Regions from separate parts of the Ovis aries genome. Here all the other regions are linked to region 1. A link is a contact called in public Hi-C data. All regions are on one chromosome and are shown on one strand. Each heading gives the region's core, a stretch centred on a gene start, on an enhancer-like site or on the middle of the called end of the contact. The rest is flanking DNA. Distances are from core to core; before and after follow the strand shown. Region 1 has its middle 150 kb from the start of GLUL. Region 2 has its middle 6.8 kb from the start of ZNF648. Region 3 holds the start of GLUL (glutamate-ammonia ligase).

Evidence for each region. Hi-C and Micro-C count contacts between places; a contact is called where the count stands out from the background.
Region 2: a contact with region 1 is called in a Hi-C map of hypothalamus, with 4 times the contacts expected there. The contact joins two enhancer-like sites. A contact is called at or near these places in 2 of 16 Hi-C or Micro-C datasets (hypothalamus and liver).
Region 3: a contact with region 1 is called in a Hi-C map of hypothalamus, with 5 times the contacts expected there. The contact joins the promoter of GLUL here to the enhancer-like site in region 1. A contact is called at or near these places in 7 of 16 Hi-C or Micro-C datasets (blood, hypothalamus, muscle and 2 more).

Annotation. Positions count from the first base shown.
Region 1 is chr12:62,771,056-62,774,097 of ARS-UI_Ramb_v3.0, reverse strand. No RefSeq gene overlaps it. Among named protein-coding and RNA genes, the nearest start is that of GLUL, 150 kb to the left of the region's middle. Within about 2 kb of position 1,442, at least 13 of the 54 cell types and tissues checked have an H3K27ac peak or open chromatin away from gene starts, as enhancers often do. A contact at or near this core is called in hypothalamus, where this site is marked.
Region 2 is chr12:62,620,075-62,623,116 of ARS-UI_Ramb_v3.0, reverse strand. No RefSeq gene overlaps it. Among named protein-coding and RNA genes, the nearest start is that of ZNF648, 6.8 kb to the right of the region's middle. Within about 2 kb of position 1,471, at least 9 of the 54 cell types and tissues checked have an H3K27ac peak or open chromatin away from gene starts, as enhancers often do. A contact at or near this core is called in hypothalamus, where this site is marked.
Region 3 is chr12:62,922,115-62,925,156 of ARS-UI_Ramb_v3.0, reverse strand. GLUL (glutamate-ammonia ligase) reads left to right here and starts at 1,600. Exons shown (of 8, transcript XM_060396185.1): 1 at 1,600-1,720; 2 at 2,500-2,858.

The sequences.
Region 1 (3,042 bases), core at 193-2,692:
TTAGCGGCAGATCAGTGAATAAAAAAGAAGAGACAGCTGCTTTCTTACAGCTTTCGCTAGGTAAGGGAGATAGACTAACACGACACAAATAAATTACGTCAATGTAATTGTGGTAAGTGTTAGGAAGAAGAGCTGGGTACTATGAAAGCAAATAGAAGGGTGGCAATGATTCAGAAAAATTTCCATGAGGAAAGCTGAGCCCTGGAGGATTAGCCAGAGGAAAGAGAGGAGAGTTTGGGGAAATGACCTAATCAGGAAATAATAGCATGAAAGGAGGAACAGTCAGGTGAAAAATGAATCTGAAAAAAATAAAGTCATCTATAAAAGCAAAACCCAATGAACAGAAGGCAAAACAAAGCTAAACCACAGTGGGGCAAAAATCTACTCCAAAAAGCTGCAATGGTGGCAGGCGTGTGGGTTCAGGGCTTCCTCCATCCAGGTGGCTTTCATCTTTTCCACACTGACAGCAAAAGGCCTTTTGTGGAAGCACAAGGTCATGTCCTTTACTACCATACCCCTAAGATGTTACCCTAAGGCAGACAGATGCCATGAATTCTTTGTAGAATTAACAGCCCTGCATGGTGGATAGCACACATTTTAAACTCTAAAGAGAACCACAGTCTGGAGAAGGTAAGTGACTTCCTCAAAGAGTTAAAGATGGAGATGAACCAACTCCAGGTGGTCTGACTCTTTATGTCTGACCACAGGCTCATTCTTCTTTGCATCCTAACTGGCACCCATATAGTTATTTGGTCCCAGCCTGTTGTTTAGTAGGGGAAGCTGGAGCTCACAAAGGTTCACACACTCATGTGAGACCATGGGAGTAGAGGCCAGTGTAGGATTACATCGCTAATCCATATATCTTCCCCATTTCTTGCTGTTTAGTGAAACGTAGTAAAAACACACAGTTGAGAATTAATTATGATAGGATGCCAAAACTACATATAAACTGATCATCATTTTTCTTGAGTTACATGCCTTTCTCCCCTGAAAACTTCAGTGTTGAAATATATAGTGGAAACTTATTATTTAAAAAAAAACCAAACACTTAATGATATGTTTTGTCATGAAGTAATCACACTTTTGAGTTCTTGGATTTTGAACTATTTTAAAGCAGGATATGCTTGCATTAAACAACTGATTTATGACTTTTATATAATATTCTTCTACATTCATCTAATAAAATGTAAAGTCTTAAAGTATATTTAATTGGTTAGTTTCTCTAATAAAATCTTGAATATAGAATAGTATCTTGGCACCTACGCTGAATAATGAAACAATACAAGGGAACAGGAAGATAAAAATGATAACCATTTGCTCCATCAGAAAGAACAGGGCATCTCTTATTATCAAGTTGCTTCTAATTAGTCTTAATAAACATATCACTCACTCTTCTGGCCTTGGATTCTACCTCTGAGAAATGCAGAGATTACACCTGATGGTATGTATGATCCCTTTTAGATGTGAACTTCAATGAAACAATGGGTCTCAGAGGTATATTTACAACCAGCCCACTTTCTCCTCCTCAACGACCCTCAGCCATCATTCTCATCAGCAGGCCCTTAACTTTGGGACTTCCAGCCCTTCCCTACAGGGTCTCAGAAATACTAGAGGGAACTTCTGACATTTTCAATTCCTGGACCTCAGCGCCCCCTAGGCACACATAGATAAACTGTAGCTCTGGGGGAATCAGGACTATGGGAAGCTGGTGTCTCACTAAGGTCAACGCCAAATCCCTGAACTTCCCTGTGTGTTTGCTGTGCCAAGAAAGGCAGGGCAGGGAGGGAGCTGGGAAGGACAAGAGGGAGTGGGTGGCAAGATGGAGTGGGTGGCAAGAGGGAGTAGGTGGCCAGCTCTGTCATCAACCAGACACTACAGGGGCTCTGGGTGGCTGTCTCCCTAACAACAGATACATTCGGAATGGGAGGGGGTGGGCTAGAAGCCAACCAGACCCTACCCCGTGGAAATATCACTGGCCACATAGTGAATATATTGGGCTAAAGAGTAGTTACTGGAAAAATTTTATTGTTCAACTAAATCCATTCACAGTAAACTATTCAAAGTTTACTAAACATAAATTATTTGCACTGCTTACATTGTCTTCCTGTCCCTATGCCTGCCAGGCACATGTATCATTGGGTTTCATCCTAGCATATCTACCATTCTTGCTGCCTTTTTCATTTCTGATACTGTTTTGTATACATACCTCCCATATTCACAGTCCACATAACTATTACCTTAAACCTTTTGTGATATGGCTAAACTGCAGTGAGGCACTTTTTCAGAAGCTCGTGCCCGTGTATTACATATGTGGTATATGTGTTCACTGTATATGTTTGTGAGTGTAAATCTGGGTTGTGTGCATTATATGTGAGCATGTGTGTACTGTGCACGTGTGGTGTATGTTCATGCGTGTGGTATGGTGTGTGTGTATGTATCTACTTGAGGTATGTATATTTGTGTCTGTGTGTGTGTATGTGTATGTGTGGTTATGTGACTGTCTGTTTTTGTGTGGTGAGGTGCGTGGAGGGTTGTGTGATGGGTGTGGTGTGTGTTTGTGTACCTGGTGAACCTCTGCATGTGGAGGGGTGTGTGGTATGTGTATAGGCTTGCGTATGTGTTGTGCACCTTTATGTGTATATTTGTATGTGTATTTGTGGTGTGCATGTCTGTTTCTATGTGTGTGATGTTGGGTGGGTATGTCTATTTCCCTCTGTGTGTGTGACTGTGTTTCTATGTGTGTGTGTTCACTCCTGCATGGGGACTGCAGCCCCACAGCTCTAGGTCTGGGGCCCTCCTCTCAGACCTCAGCATCCCCCTGCCAGAATACAGAGCCTTCCTGGGCACCCACATGGACTGCGGTCTGTGTCCAGAGAGAGCGGGAAAGCGCTTCCTGTGGTAAGTGTTTACAAGTCTGCACAGTTGTGTGCCTGGGTATGTGATATGCCAACTGCTTCCGCAGAGGACAGGTGTCTGTGGTTACTGGCCTCTCGGGACCTCAGGAAGTCATTATCACAGGCACCAGAGTGCTTGAATTCATGG
Region 2 (3,042 bases), core at 222-2,721, 150 kb after region 1:
TCGTCTTGTCAGGTCCTTCTCAGACCCTGCTCTAGGGGTTGGGACGGCCCATGGGATGCCTATTTCCAACACAATTGGGAAGATGTACACAAATGGCCATTTCACTTGGCGCCACAAGGGAGAGTCAGAGAATGTGCCCCAGTGGGTGGAGCAGGAAGACAGACCACAGGGAGGCTGGACGCAGGCCTCACAAGCAGCATCTGAGAGTGACTTTCAGAAACACATAGCATTTGTTTTCTTTTTCTTTTTAATTTTTGGCACACACTGCAGGGCATGTGAGATCTTAGTTCCCAATCAGGGATCGAACCCAGGTCTCCTGCACTGGCAGCGTGGAATCTTAACCATTGGACCACCAGGGACATCCTTGAAGCACATAGGATTTGGGTGGCAGGGGCAGTCTAGGAGGAAACAGAGGGAGAAGCAGGAAGGCATGGAGGCAGGAAGTGGTGGATGGCAATGTAGGGCACCATCAGAGTGGGTCTCCACCAGGCCAGCTCTTTCAGGTTGGCTGATTGACACCTGAGCTCCCCTCCTCGAGAGTTTCCCCACACTGGCAGCTTTGTGCCCAGGGCCATCTGGGAGCAGTGACTTGCAGGGGTGAGGGGTGCCAGGAATAGCTGCAGGAGGAAGTGGCGGCAACAGTGTGGTCTCCTGCTGTGAACACCCAAAGTCAGTACCCCGCCCTCCCCAGCCCAGAATTTCCATGCAACGTGGGCCCCTGATCAATACCAGGATGCCCTCCATGGGCCTCAGCTTCCTGGGATGTGCTGGAAATAACCACCTACCCGAGAGGCGATGGAGCTGGCTGCTAAACTGTTTGTTTCTGCAGACTTGTCAACAAGCCCTGCAATGGGGTTAACATTTAGCTGGTGGTGAGAGGGGCTGGGTTCTGGCCGCAGCCTGAGCCAAGGCAGGTCAAGAACAAGGTGAGTGGCAGGGAGAGGGCTACAGTGGGAGCACAAGGCTGTGCCGAGGGCACTGCTCATCCTTCACCAGCAGGCAGCTCCTGGAAATATCTGCTCAGTCTTCCCTGATGAAGTTCGTGCCTTGGGCAGAGTGGTGGGCGGTAAGCTGAGCTGGGTCTTCCTAACTGATAGTCAATTTTGTGACTGAAGGGCTGGCCTATGGAATCAAATCAGGCAAATGAGAATGTGGTCTGCTGATGGCAAAATCACCTGGGGTTTCCCAGGGAACATCCATGAATTATGATTTAGTAGTTTTGGGTGACACCTGTGCTTTTTTTTTTTTTTAAACAAGCATACAAGACCTGTAGATCTAAGAAAGTGTGGAATAAGGTTGGATCCGCAGATGGTTTCAGATCCTACTGCATGTAAAGCTGCTGGCATCCTGACCTTGTCTGTGCCTCAAATCACCCTGAGACTGGTCTAGAGAAGGCCCCCTGGGGGCTGCCTCCCACAGCAAGATGTCTTGTAGCTTAATCTGGGGAAAGGAGTCCCTCATCGGAGGGGCAAGGCTGCCACCTGCTGGTCCATTCTAGAAATGTCTCCTAGTCTCAGATACCTGGTGTAAACAGAGGTGGGGAAGCCAGGGGATGTGGGCATGCCCTCCCTTTCCTATTCTGTCTTTGAATGTCCTGTTCTGAGAACTAGTGTCCCTCAATCTTGCACCTCTTCTGGTGCCTCTCATCTAAGCCCATCTTCTCTGGGCAACCACCAGTCAACAGGCAGATTCTGCAGACCCACCTTCTTGCCCGGAATTCCGTTCAGTCTAGTACCTACTTGATACGAGCCAGTTGCAGGCTGGCCAGACAGGGGCAAATAATGCAGAGTTTGAGAAGTGAGGATGATTCATGAATATGCGCTATTTCTATCTGAGGTGACATCTGAGCTGAGAGTAAGTGGGAGACAGGCAGGTGGAAAATAGGAGAGGAGATTCAAGGCAACAGGGCTAGCAAGCTAGGCTATTTGAATATAGAAACTGAACTGTCTTATTTTTAATCCATTTCTTGGCTGCCCCCAAAAGGATGGAATGCTAGCATTTCTCCTCAATTTCTTGACAAATTTAAAGATTATGAGACAGGGAAACAAGTTTTTCAGTTACTGAGATTAGACTTGGAGTTTTAGGGGCCTCCAGGTTAGGTGTGAAAGGACAAGAGAGAGGCCTGGGTTTGAGGGAAGAAGCTGTATAACCAGAGCAAGCAGGAGGCAGAGAAAGATTCTCCTCTCTGCAGAGTTCTCCTGGTCCGATGTGATAAGGGCTCCCAGCAACCACTCCCAACCTGGCCCTGCAGCACCCCAGGGACTCATCAGGCCCCAGAGGGAAGCGGCCAAGGCTCTAGGATGTTCTGCCCTCCCAGCCTTGCAAAGAACTCTCAGGTCCCGAGAATGGCAGTGAAGGATCCCTGAATCTGCAGACCTGTGAGCCCCAGCTGTCTCCATGGTAACCTGTAGAGACAAGTGTCCAAGGACCAGATCCACTGGTCCTATGAGGGACTCTTGGACCTTGTCATAGATCAGAAATAGAGAGATATGCATTCAAACCACAGTGAGAAAACAAAGGAACTCAGTGTTCCTGCACACCAGGGTCTGTAGCAGATGCTACTGATAATAGGTACGAAGAAGGTCAAGACACGGCACCGGAATCAAATGGAGAAGGCGGACCTTTTGAAGAGCTGGTTAATAAAGCCGTCTGGGTGGTGGGTGGGAGGCCAGCTGTCCAGGACGTTCTGTGGCTCCGTGGTTGCAGAATCCCAGTCAAATGTGTTTCCCCAGGACAGCACTTGGCCTTGTTTTGTGCCCCAGAAGGCTGGGGTCATCTGGCTCCTGCATGCCAGCTCTGAACTTGTCCTGGGGTGAAACACAGTGTGGGCCACGTTTGATCATGTTCTGTTTCTGCTCATAATCCTTGAGAAAAAGAATCATATATCTTCTAAAGACCAAATAATCACCCTTAGCGCGTCCCACAGGCCCGCAGCATCAGCCCCTCTCACCTTCTCCCACTCAGCCATTGGAAGGGGTCCCAGCTCCCCACTTCTCTCAGTAGCCTCACACCCTCTCTCAGCTAACTCCTGCTCAGCCTTTA
Region 3 (3,042 bases), core at 351-2,850, 150 kb before region 1:
AGCCTTTCACCATCATTTGAAGGATCACAAGTTTAAGTGCAAGTTTAAGGACAGAATACCTCACACTTGCAAGGCGACTTACCTGGTCCAGAATGTCACCTGTCTGAAACATACCAAAAGTTTCTGTTTGAGATGAACCTTGAGTCTGTCATCTTAAAGCACTGCAGTGTTAGCCACACTCCCACAGGGGAGGGATGTTGACCAAAGAGGCCAAGTTATGTGTGTGGTCACAGGCAACATTTCTTTTCCATATTTGTGGTACAAAAAATAACCAGAAGAGCAAACTTCTTCCCTTCCTCTTCCAAAGAAACATGATTTCTTAGTTTTCAAACAGAAAATCTCATATACTGGGGCTCTCGAAAGGTGCGATAAAGGCTAGACACCGTCAGGAGGATTCAGGCAATAAAAACAGTATGATTAAATCTTATCACTGGTAGCAATGAAGACATTATATTTATGTGTGTTGTATACATATATATAAAATTGTGTATCTGTTGACAAACATCCCTTTCAAGACTTTGTTCACACACACATTTTCTCAACTATCCTAATACAGCTCTGAGGAGAGAAGAGGAAGGGGTACTGATTCTCGTTTTCCAGATTTCAAAGACGTTCAATAAATTACATGAAAAGCAACACCAGACAGAACTTAAATTTTTGACGTACCCTAGGTTTCACAGGGGGAGATGCCAAGACCTCAATCCCCTGTCAGCTGTCCTTGGGAAACAGTTCGCACAGAGGATTTCAAATCTGTTGCGCGGCTCTAAAGGTCCTCTCTTGAACCGTTTTATTTGATTTGCAGAAAAGGGAACTTGGGTCCAGAGAGGCTGCAGAGTTGCCTCAGGTGTGGCAGAGGCCGGCTCTGTGTCTCCGCCCGCAGGGACCCTCTCTACGCAACGAGACAAAACACCGCGCGTTCACTACAAACGGGAGATGGGAGACTCCAGGTCACATCCCCAAACCCGCCGAGGGGGCCGGCCAGGGGGCTCTTTCCGGCCTACCTCCGGCAGCCCCCTGTCTGCGCCGCCCCCTCCGAGGCCCGCCCAGGCACCGGGGAGCCCGGGGCTACTGCGCCCCCCGCCCCCCCCCGAACCTCAAGCAGGACCTGAGGGCCGGGCAAGGGAGTGGAGGTTCTCTAACAACGAAAGGCAAAAGCTGGTGCCTGTGGGTTGGAATTTCCTCTGGGGCGTGCAGTGGGACCTGGGAAAAGAATCCTCCCTCAGAATATCTGAGCTGGGGGCGCCGCGGGGGAGAGCACGCGGGGACCGCCCGGGGCCAGGCGGGCGGCGGCGCGGCGGCGCGCTGCAGCCCCGGCGGCGGGGTCCTTCCCGGCAGGCCCCGGGCCCTCCGCCCGCCGCCGGCCCGCCCTGCCTCGCGCCCCTCCCCCCACGTCCCCTCCCCCACCGCCCTTTCCCTTTCTTTCTTTCCCGGGTCCGCTCGCCCCCACCCGGCGGCGCCCGCTCGGCGGCTCGCCCAATGGCCGTGGTGCCGGGACGGTGCATCAGCTGATCCGCCCGGGCTCCGGGCCTCTGGGAACCAATCAGGGCGCCGGGGGCGGCCCCGGCCGCCGATAAAGCGTGCGGGGCGGCGGGCCGCCCTGCAGAGCGGAGAATGGGAGAAGAGCCGGCTGTCTAAGCAGCGCCTCCTGGTCCTCCTCGCCACTCTTCTCCTCACCTCGCTCTCGCCGCCTGCTCGCCCTGCCGCTTTGCTCGGCGCCTAGGTAAGCACCTAGCCGGCCCGGGGAAGAGGGCGGGAAGAGGGCTCGGAAGTGTGCCGCGCCGGCCCGGCCGCCGCTCCCTGACCGATCGTCTCGGCCTCTTCCCACCTCCTGGCCCTACTCTGCACCCCGGCCTGGAGGGAGGGGGAGGGGAGGGCTCCTGCTTGCTTTCGCTGCCCGCGGGTCTGGGTCGGCGATGGTGGGGCGCCAGGCTTCGCGGAGGGCGGGGAGTTGTTTTGATCTTCCTTCAGCTGCTGGCGGCCTGAAGCGCCGCCCCTGGAGGTCGCTGGGCAGGACGAGCCGAGGAGCCCGCTCGGCCCGGCGCCGCCCGCTCGGCCGTGGGGCGTGCGTGGTGGATGGAGCGGTCCCCCTGCGCGAGCCTCGCCCTCTTTCTCCGCGGCTGCGGGCCCCGGGGCGCGGTTAGCTGCCTGCGCCGAGGCCAGGTGCCGGGAGAGTCGGTGGTGCGCCCGCTCCCGCCGCGGGGTCTACCCCTGTGACTGAACAATGGGGAGCCCGGGAGCGCGGCGTGGCCGGCGGGCGCGGCGGGTGGAGAGGCCTGGCTGGCCGGACAGGGGCAGCAGCGGCGCGCTGTCCCTCCGGCGGACTCCCCAGCTGCCGCCCCCCCCACCACCCCGCCCCGGCCTTGGAGGGGTATGGCCCCCTTGGCGACGCCCTGAGATCCAGACGGGGGCCCAAGGGGCGGGGCGCCGACTTTTGGGACGTTTCAGTGGGAAAGGGCTGCTCTCAAAGTGGATTTTCCCAACTACCCTGGGGGCGGGAAGCGGGGATGCTCCCCCGGCCGCAAATCCGCGAAGAAGAACGCGAACGAAGATGAAGACGACCTGGAATCTCGGTCCTCGGGGTCCCCCTCCAACTGTTTCGGCTTCGTCGCCTACTCGGTGAATGCCGGAGAGAAACCGCGAGTCAAGATCAAGTCGACTCAGGAGCCTTCGTATTCCTGCTCCACCCGGTGCGATTCCGACCGCGCTTCGACTCCCTCTCCCTCTCCGTCTCCCTCGCCCAGAAAGCTCCGGTGCGTGGACCAGCGAGAGCCGGAGACCCACGAGAGGCGCGAACGCCACTCCAAAAGGAGAAGGGCCAAGGAGGGCATCATCGATACCTTTGATCTTACCTGGCTGGGGTGAGTGAGGAGCAGGGATCCAGGACCCTGCTCCCACCACAGCTGCAAGAAACCGCTAAGGACCGCAGAATCCCAGCCCTCCATCCCCCCCACCACCACGTAAAATCTCGACATCTCGGCGGCACTAGTTGATAGAGCAGGCGGCTGTTGGCATCCAACCTGTCACGGAACCGAGTTGGCATCA